Regions from separate parts of the Gossypium hirsutum genome. Here region 2 is linked to region 1. Evidence: chromatin contacts called from public Hi-C data. All regions are on one chromosome and are shown on one strand. The core of a region is the stretch at or near the end of the contact, and the rest is flanking DNA. Distances in the headings are between cores, read along the strand shown.

Region 1 (5,103 bases), core at 145-2,644:
TAACAAAATCTGATTCTTTGACATTCACAGCCTGATTAATGTGCTGTAAAAAGTGTACCTTTGATAAAATGTTAACCAATATGAATACCAGAAAAGAACAGAAAAAAAATGCAATATTAACCAAAAACAATATCTTTGCTTCAAAAATTAGAAAGAAAGTATAAAAGGTTGGAACAATTTCATGAAGAAACTAATGGAAGAAGATGGTGAAAGTACCATAAAAGCCCCTGTAGTAGGAATCAGATTGCATTTTGCCCCCTCTACTCAAAAAATAAGCAAACTAGTCATTATACGTTAGATTAGAGAGCAAACCCGTCCTATTAAAAATTTCATCCATTTCTATAGTTAAAAATTGATCTCTTTATGTTAGCATGACGTAAACATGGCATGTCACTGTCTGGTTATTCCATTAAGGAAAAATAGTTTTTACAATACAAATAAATAGATTTTTTAATATTAAGGACTAATTTACTATTTGATCTAATGTACAGAGACTAATTTGCTCATTTTTTTAGTATAGGGGCCTTTATGGTACTTTTACCCAAAAAAAAATACATACCTTTCATTCAATTTCTCCCGTCTTAATTTCTCACGGCAAGCTTTAGTCCCTGGCCTGCTGCATGATCCACTGCGTCCCCTATAAATGCCATCAATTTCTAATATCAGTCTTTCAAATTAAGATTTTAAGAATAAATCATACAAAACTAATATGAAAACTTCAAAAAAAAACAACACGAATTTTTTATTGCAATTGATGTCAAATTCAATAACAAGTAAACATGAAGCAAAAAAAAAAAGTTTGTTTTTTGTTTTTTGTTCTAAGAACTAAGCGTCATGGGTCCGAACAAAAAACCTACTTTATATTATATTCGACAATTAAATACCCATAAACCGCTAAGAAATTAGAGAAACATTGAAATATGGATTGAGACAATACCTCTTGCGCGAGCAATCTCTATCGACGAATTCCTTTTCTTCATGAACAACAATTTCCCTACCGCTACTGGAACAATAATTGTAATCCAAATTCAAATCTCAAGGGGAAAAAATACTGAATTATAACAAGTTACTGAGAAAAACAAAACCTAGATTAAATCGAAATTCTTTAGGGAAAAAAACCTGTAATTGGGCAAAAGTATATCTGGAGATGTATTTTCATCGATGAAACTATAATCCAGAAAATCCCAAACTTCTATTAAATCCATTTTGCACCACTACGACTCTTAAATCTTTAAATTCTTTTTTTTTCTGGGAAATTCGTCGTGATATAATAAGGTAAAAATATATTTGTAGGAAATTTTGGGAATTGAAAATCTTCTTTTTGTTTTTTTGGTTGAATATGGAAACATATATCCAATGACATAAAAACACGTGGAGAAGGGTGAGTTAGTGAAATGACCGGGCTGCGCGCCGCCGCTTCGTTATTGATATTCTAAAGTGGCTATCACTTATTCCCTCCACTTCAATTTCGGCGGTTCATATAGTTTTGGGATTTCATAGTTTGTTTTTTTATACATTATATTATAACTTTTCAATCTAAGTTTATTTATATTATATACTAACTTAATTATGAAATAAATAAAAATGAAGTTGTTTAAGCATTTGGTACCATTTTTTATATAAAGTGGAAAATAATGGGTAATTTTGATAAAAATATCGTCTTTAAAAAATAATTAGAGTTTTAGGTCGATTTTTTTAATATTTAAAGGAATAAGTCAATTTTAGAGAGAGAAACTAAAAAACACGTCCGGTAGGAATTAGGGTGCGCTTTCAGCCCCCTAGCTAACACCTTAGTAGAAAACATTTCCTAAAAGTTGTGTTTTCTATTTTTTTTTGTATTGGGTGTCTGTGTTTGTAGAGAATGATTTTAGGAGAAAGATTTATTTTTGTTTGTGTTTAAGGTAGACATTTTGATAATTTTAAAGTATCTTTGAGTTCTCGGTAATGCGATGTGCTCGGAGACCCATATATTTGATCTATCATGTGGGGATGGAACCATTACCTTAGAATCTCATCGCATTGCAACTCAAACTCCCAGTTCACGGTGGTTATATACTCACATGTTGAAATATAATTAGGGCTCCTAGTTGATGGTGGTTATACGATCACAGGTTGAAGTATAACTCCGCCCCCAGTTGACAGTGATTATGTGGTTCTGGGTTCAAGTTTCATGATACTGGAAGAGGATGCTTTATAAACCCCATACATAAGTTTGAGATCATAATCATAGGAAAAAACAAAAGGGCTTTCCAGTATAATGAACTTATTCTTTTTCTCCACCTCCACCAAAGTAGTATCCTTAATGTAATAGACCGTTTTTCAGTAGTGTCGAAAATAATGATTTTGGGACCACAATTACGACGAGTGAGTCTATAGATATATTTAATTAATATTTATGATTTAAATATATTATAATAGTGAATTGTGATTTAATAGATTTTATTAATTGTTCAGTTAGTTAAAGTATAAGTGGTATGTACCGAAAGTTAGTGATTTTGAAAAATGAGGTATTAGGACCTCGTTTTCACAAGCTAAGGTCGTAAATATTTTTATTAAATATGTTACGGAGTTATTGTATTAGTGGATTGAAGCTTGGTTTGGTAATTTTAATGATTTGATAGTTAATTAAAGAAAAATGACTAAATCATAAAAACTATAAAAATTAATCATTATTAATTTTTATTATTTAAGTGACTTAAATAGTAAATGTTAATTTTTTTAAATAAATATATCGTAGTGCTAAGGTTTATACTGTTAGTGCTTAATTCCTAAACAAATAAATGTTAATTTTTTAAGTTAAAAACTAGGTAAATAATATTAAAATAAAAGGTCATCTTCAACCCCATTTCTTTATTTTCACCGTTTGAGCTTTGTAAAAGGGGGGAAAACAACCATGCTTTCCGTTGAAGCTTGTGTTTCTTGCATTTAAGCCATTTCTAACCCATTTTTTTTTATGATTTTTATATTTTTGATATCGTTGCAATTGGTTCAGCTAACCTGTATTTTTATTTTTAAAACTGTTAGGGTACATTTGGTTCACTGTAATAGGATAAAGCTATAATTAAATAGAACTGTAATGGAATAAAGCTGTAATCAGTAATTCAATTGTTTGGTTGAATGTAATGGAATAGAACTGTAATAGTATTCTTGTGTTTGGTTGAATGGAATGATGTTGTAATAGCATAAGGAAAAAAACTAAAATGATTAGAATACCCTTAGCAGAATTTTTTTAGGTAGATGATTATGGTTATTGTTATTAAATTTTAATAAGATTATTATTAAAAATAATTTAATAAAAATAATAAATAATGTAACCATATTTTAACATAATTATTATTAAATATAATTTAATAAAATAATATATAATTTAATAAAATTCTTAAAAAATTATTATATGAATTAAAAAATCATAATATATAATACTATAAAAATAATATATAATCTACTTTATTATTTTTAAATTGCAATACATATTTAATATGCTAAAATATCATTAGTGAAACAAATAATTTAATTATTCTACAATAAAAAACAAAAATATTAGAAGTAATAAATAACTTGAGAATTATATTTCACATCCAAACATAATATTCATATATTAACAAAAAGTTACATGATTTCATTAGTTTATATGTCATAATCCATATGTTATAAAATTTTACAACATCAAAAAGTTATAACATTGTAATGACATTCTATCATATCATTATACCATCCAAATATTACAAACATAAAAAGTTAACAAAATATCATCAACACAACGATGATTATCATACACAGAGGGAATACTATGTCTCACAACCCCATCAGTTGCCAAATCGGCCTCCCTCTTCTCCATGGCATTCTTTGTCTACTGCTGCCGTTACATTGTGCAGACCATTCATTTGCTCTTTTTTCATATTGGCAAACAACGAATCCAGTGTATGAGGCCTTCGCTTTGTAACTAGATTCCCTTATTGTTGCTGTTGCGACTGGTGCTGCCATATTTTCATGCTTTGCAACGAATCCAGTGTATGGGTTTCATTTTGTTTTTCTAGTTTGCCAACTCTTAGCTACTTTTTCCTATTTCGATCCTATCAGATTTGAAGCACTATGCGACAACTAGCAGATAACCAAACGATTAAATATAAAGCCACATTCACAAAAAAAAAAGAAAAACTAGCTCACTGAAAAATTAAGCACTTTCAGTTAATCAAATTCCAGCTGATGTGGGATCCTATAATGTAATAATCTTCAACCATCTGCTTTGAGGCCAAGGGAGTATACAACAGTAAGATTTTGCAATTTTCTCTCATGGTCTGCACATATGTTCTATGCTTTTAATCAGATTTCCTTCTAAAAGTGACACACAATCCAAACCAGGAACATAGTCTAATTTGAAGTAGACGTCTATTAGATTGTTGTACCAACGGCGATTTAGCACCAAAACTTAATATCATAGTCAAATATGGTTTAATGACAAATATATAATTGTAAAATCATCACATCAATGTCTCCTCTCACATCCTCTTCAACTGTCATTACAATTTCTTCAAACAAGATGTTCCAGAACCAAACATCCATTACTCATCATCATTGGTTTTTCAACAACAAAAAAGCATAAACAGATCAATAAAAGTAAATGCATTGAATTTCTCCAGTAAATTGCATCTTAATCTTTCAAAAGTACTTGATGGTTGCATCTTAATCTTACAGTTGATCGCAGGGTTGTCATTTTTTCATGCTTTCCATCTTCGTCCTCACCAAAATCGACAATATCAAGAGCTACGCTATTCTTTTTCAGCTTCTTCCCAATCATCTCCAATGCCCTTTTTTCATGCTTAATAGGACTGAGCACAAAGCATACGGAAAAAGAAAAGAAAAAAGTTATTTTTGATTTGAAGTAAATGAGCAAATCAACGGCCAATATAACATACCTTCCAGCAAAAACTATAATCCTTTGCTGCTGATTTTTGTTTTGGCGATGCTTTAGAGCCAACTAAGCAATCTGAATTCCAGCTGCTAGGTTCATCTCACCCCCCATTTCAAGACCTGTATGCATTGAAACGTACATATAGAATAAGAAGGTAACGATGATGACATAGCTAATAGAGTAAAGGAAGA
Region 2 (5,352 bases), core at 1,203-3,702, 340 kb after region 1:
ATAGCTATTTAATCCTTCTACCTACTAGAATTAAACTTTTGCATTTTATGCGATTTGGTCCTTTCTAATAATTAAACATGAAATCGGTAAAATATTCTTATCGAAACTTTCATACGTTTTTCCTATCATAATGCAGTCCATGCAATAATATTAAAATAAATTTTCTTTCTGATTCGGATTTGTAGTCCCGAAACCACTGTTTCGATTTCATTGAAAACGGGTTGTTACAAATTCACTTCCTATAACCAAGTTTGAGCATTGCTTGGACTTGGTTGGTATTCTTTGTTGAGGAATACTCTTTTACGGGTTTTGTGGAAGAGGTGGAGAACTTGTTCGTTGAGAATTCGTGTCAATGTGGAGATTGTTAGAATTGTGTAATTCAAATCTTTGTTAAAGAAAATACAGTGGCAAAACAAGGGGATCAGTGTAGGGCTTAAGGCTAAGGGCCGAATAAGATTTTTCAACCTTTAAATACATATAGTTGAAACTCCTATTGTATTATTCAAATTTCAATATTAGTGAATTTATTCTCCTCTGCCCGTGATTTTTTCCCTAAAGGGTTTCCATATAAAATATGTGTGTTTTCTTTTTCTTTTTTTATTGCTTTGCGATCGTTCTATATTGTCATTATCGATATCTAATTTTAACAATACTAATATTTATATATTTTATAGTAATTAAATCTAAACAGATTATAAACAAAACAAAAAAAAAACCTACCCAGGTCCATATCAAGGGGAAGAAAATGAAATGATAAAACAACGGAAAATTTTACAGTGAGCTCCAAGTTCATACCAAAATTTTTCAGATTTATTAAAATTTTTAGTGTTTTTTAAACCTAAATTTTTTTTGATAAACCTCAAAAATTTTAAAATTTTAATGCGTTTTCTAGAGCTCACAGTAAAATTCCAAAATGCGGCTGGAACACAGTTTCTAGTTTCAACTGTACGAGAAATGGTAGAATCAGAGTACTAACAACTTCCATTTCGTTATTAAACTCCCAAGGAATTAATGTATATATTGTGGAGTGAAGGATCCATGGAGATTCTTAAACCTTTTATTTAAACATTCAGTCCACGTTTCAATTTGCAGTCATGGGTCATCTTGACTTTTATTAAGAGGAACCATCATGTTTACACTTAAATTAAGATTGATGTCATATATTTATATCAATTTAACAAGTTTTTCCTTCTCTCTATTTTTGCCTCAATTCCTCCGTGAATGGCTCGGGGGATAATGAAATACTAAACAAGCGTTGTATGATTGAGGACTCAACCTGTCATCGTCCATTGTTTCATTCTTTCAATTGATGTTGTTATTGTTTCAGCAATATATATAAGTTGGAATACGATTAAGTGCATAAGTTTAAGGTTAGAAATAATTTAAACAATATGTAATAAAAATTGTAATGCTGAATCTATTTGTTCAAACTCGAATTTATATCCAATATTTAAGAATATTTGAATAAAAAGAAATTAGGTCTGAAAAATTAATTTTGAAAAAAAATTTCTGTTTGTTTAAAATATAGGCTGAGCTTAAACTCTACTACTTAAATCAAATTTATAATAATTTGTTTTTACCTGTTTTTTTTATGTATTATATACATATTTTTTAATTCAATTTAATTATTATTTTATTTAAATTAACAAAAATATATAAATATGAGCATAGAGGATCGAATTCAGTTAATCAAAATTTAAAATAATTAATTATTTTTAACATCTTAATTCAATCCAACCTGATGAAGCCATTGCAGTTATTTCTTTTCTTTTTGTTTTTTTCCAATTTCCATCTACAAGAGGAATTTGACACAAAATAGATGGTAGAATTGATACTAAACAGATGGTGCTTTTCATTGTCGGGACATGTGTGACTAAGTCCTCTGCATGTTTGCCCCCATTCATTGAACAACCATAAATAAAATGCATATCCATTCCTAACAATGCAAATCAAATATTATATTAAAAAAAGGTGAAGCTCATTAGTGTTAAAAAATGAATTCATCTATTTAATTATGAATTATGTGATAAAAAATTATGTTTGAAGTTTTTAATTAATATTAATTTTTAGTTTGATTTTCAAAAAATTCATACCTTCTTTAAAAAAGAAAATTAGATATCATTAATACTTTGATTTAGTTGACAAAATGAGAGCTCTTAAATTTTGAGTATCTAAGTTTGAGATTTATTATATATATATATATGTGGTCTTCAAGTTTCATAATGTGTAATTATTATGTTTGGGTTTTAGTCCAGTTTATTAACTTTTGTCTGAATTGTGATAGTTTTAAATTTATTTACACTTATAATTGTTTGATTTCATTATGTAAGTGCTTGATTAATCCGTGTTATAATAGTTTGATACTTGTAACACTTATGAGACTTTTTTTTATTTTATTTTTCGAATTTTTATTCACATAATATAAACCGTTATTTCCAACTGCCAAGCTGAGTTGTCACCATCATCCACGTGGACAAGACCCCATGGTAGCTTCCCAACCAAAGCTGAGATCATGTAGTGACGTCACTTGCTTTGACTTAGCCGCCTTGCTCCAATTAACCCCGTGTTCATTTAACCTTAAAAATATTCAATAAAATAATGCCACGTCATCTTCCCTCGCCACTAGTTAATCCTTTTTACGCTGTCGTATTTTACGTTTAATTCCTCCCTCCCTTAATTTGAAGTATATAAAGGAGCCAAATCTTAAACTACTGCTCTGCTTTAAACCCCCTACACTTGCACCAAAAAAAACAGAGTTGAAAAAATAAAAACAGAGCAGATCAATGGATTCTTTCCTGCTTGAGTCCCCAAATTCCATTTCCTCATCGGAATCATCATTCGGGTCGCCGGAATTTTCTCCGTTCAACCACAACTCTCTTCCTTTCAACGAAAACGACTCCGAGGAGATGCTTTTATATGGCCTACTCACCGAGGTCAAAACGGAAACATCAAGCTCAACGGAAAAGGGTAGTCCGACGAAAGAAAAGTCTTACCGAGGAGTAAGAAGGCGGCCGTGGGGGAAGTTCGCGGCGGAGATAAGGGACTCAACCAGGCATGGGACAAGGGTATGGCTTGGAACATTTGAGAGTGCAGAGGCAGCAGCTCTGGCTTATGATCAAGCCGCTTTTGCTATGAGAGGCAGCGCCGCCATACTCAACTTTCCTGTGGAAAGAGTGAGGGAGTCACTGGAGGAAATGAAGTGTAACCAAGAAGAAGGGTGTTCGCCGGTGGTGGCTTTAAAGAGAACACATTCTATGAGAAGGAAAAGGACCAGTAGAAGTAAGAAGGAAAGAGATGCGAGGATAAACAATGTGATGGTGATTGAGGATTTAGGTGCAGATTACTTGGAACAACTTTTGACTCAAACTGCTTCACCTTACTAATTCACACCAACATATACTATTGTTCATCTCTATTTATTCTTAATATTTTGGCATGCAAAAGTATATTTTTAGATTTTATATGAAAACACAAAATTAATCTAAAATAAGATTATAGCGAAAGGTTTTTGGTAAATTTATTATTGAGTTGATAATCTAGTTTGAAAGTGATAATAATTCAGCGAAATATTTCAATATAATAATAGATACCTATTTTAAATAGGTATGAGTTTTTCTATGCAAAATTTTTCAAATGCAATGATTTCGTCTATTTAGGAATTAGCTGTTTAGATTGGAATACAAAATTATGAGGTATTCACAATATCCAAAGAGAATAATATCTTTGCATTATCACCCTTATGCTCTAACATAAATATAAATATGTGTTGAGATCAATATATTATAAATTTTTTATACAATTCCTAAATTATTCATACATTTGAAGATATTACATGTTTAATTTGATTTGATTACAATGATACCAACTTAATTGATACTTAAATAGCATGTAAATTGTTTTAATAAAGTTGGAAGATGTAGTTTGTTGGGATTATTAAAAGTTGTATAAATATATGGAGATTTAAACATGATAATCACATAAAAAAGCATTAGTATATAAATACATAGGTTATGATTTACTAATAAATATATACTTAAATAAGACACTTCTAGAATTAAGATACGTAGCTCTTAATAATTTTATCTATAGGCTAGATGTAAACCGAAAGGCAACTTCATTCAAATTAATTGTCAATAATGGAACATGAGATTCAGTTTAATGAAAATATTAGATTTTATGAAAAAAAATACTTTTTAATAGAAATGAAAACATTAGATCTCTTTCAAATATATATGTATTAGCATGTCGTAGTTTGTTTGTTTTTTTTTTTTTTTTGTGTAAGTTGTACGAATATAATATATTTACTTCTATATATTTTCAATCACGCGTACATTAAATTATATTATCTTTTTTTTAAAATGGTCATATTTACAGTGTTTTTCTTTATATTGTGTTTAAAATTATTAAATGTATAAAATAATAATAAAGTAATTGACAATATCTCAGGAAAGATCCAAAGAGCAAATAATTTGAAAGTTTGTCGAGTTTGCGTTTTAGATTTTTCTTCAGTTGCAATTAAATTGATTTACTATCAAATGGAAACTAAAATTAGATTCTCATATTTAATAATAATAATAATTTACTTTGAAACAATTTTATATTAAAATAACTTATAAAAAATAAACCAGCCTTAATAGTGTGTGAAAATGCAATTAAATTTGAATTTTTAATTACTTAAAAATAAAATAAAGTGACAGAAATCTTTTAATATAAAATATTCAATTACATTGAAAGTCTTTGTAATAAATATTAAAAATTTGAGATTTTAAGTTGGAATCTTAAATTGTATAAATTATATGGTGATTTTTAAAATTTATCTTAATTTAAGTCACATTATATATAATTCTTATCCGTATATATTTCTTTTATGAATTTGATTGAATTTTGTAACGGTTGTTTATGATTTTTTTTTTTTTTTGGCGAGAATAGTATGGAATGATTGCCGCATCAGTTATATTTCTTCTTATAAAATTAAGACTCAATACTTCCATTTGAGTTCAACTCTAACTTCATGTGGTAAATCTTCCATTTTCGTTACAATATATATATTGAAACTCAATCTTTTTAACCCTTTCCTTTAGGTATATATTAACATTATGTAATCCTTTTTATTTTATCATTATAACTTAAAATGTGATCTCAAAATAGATTTCTCGTAACTTTTTTTAATATATAAATAATAATTTTAATATAATATTACTAATTTTATAAGTAAGTCAAAAAAATTGATAAATATTTTATAAAAATATAGTAAAATATTAAAAAAATACGTAATAACTTTTTAAAATTGATTGTATATATTAAGCATGTTATAGAGTAGAGAGCTAAAGCCCAAAACCGTCCAAAGATTCT

What was found. Hi-C and Micro-C count contacts between places; a contact is called where the count stands out from the background.
Region 2: a Hi-C map of leaf shows a contact between it and region 1, with 2.1 times the contacts expected there. The contact joins the promoter of LOC107915847 here to the promoter of LOC107914905 in region 1. A contact is called at or near these places in 2 of 34 Hi-C or Micro-C datasets (hypocotyl and leaf).

What each region holds. Positions count from the first base shown.
Region 1 is chrD10:42,242,585-42,247,687 of Gossypium_hirsutum_v2.1, forward strand. It overlaps LOC107914905 (transcription factor bHLH104), which reads right to left and starts at 1,395. Exons shown (of 5, transcript XM_016843953.2): 1 at 1,120-1,395; 2 at 938-1,003; 3 at 560-637. The coding sequence starts at 1,205.
Region 2 is chrD10:42,582,573-42,587,924 of Gossypium_hirsutum_v2.1, forward strand. It overlaps LOC107915847 (ethylene-responsive transcription factor 1B), which reads left to right and starts at 2,453. Exons shown (of 1, transcript XM_041102481.1): 1 at 2,453-3,413. The coding sequence starts at 2,784. The coding sequence ends at 3,383.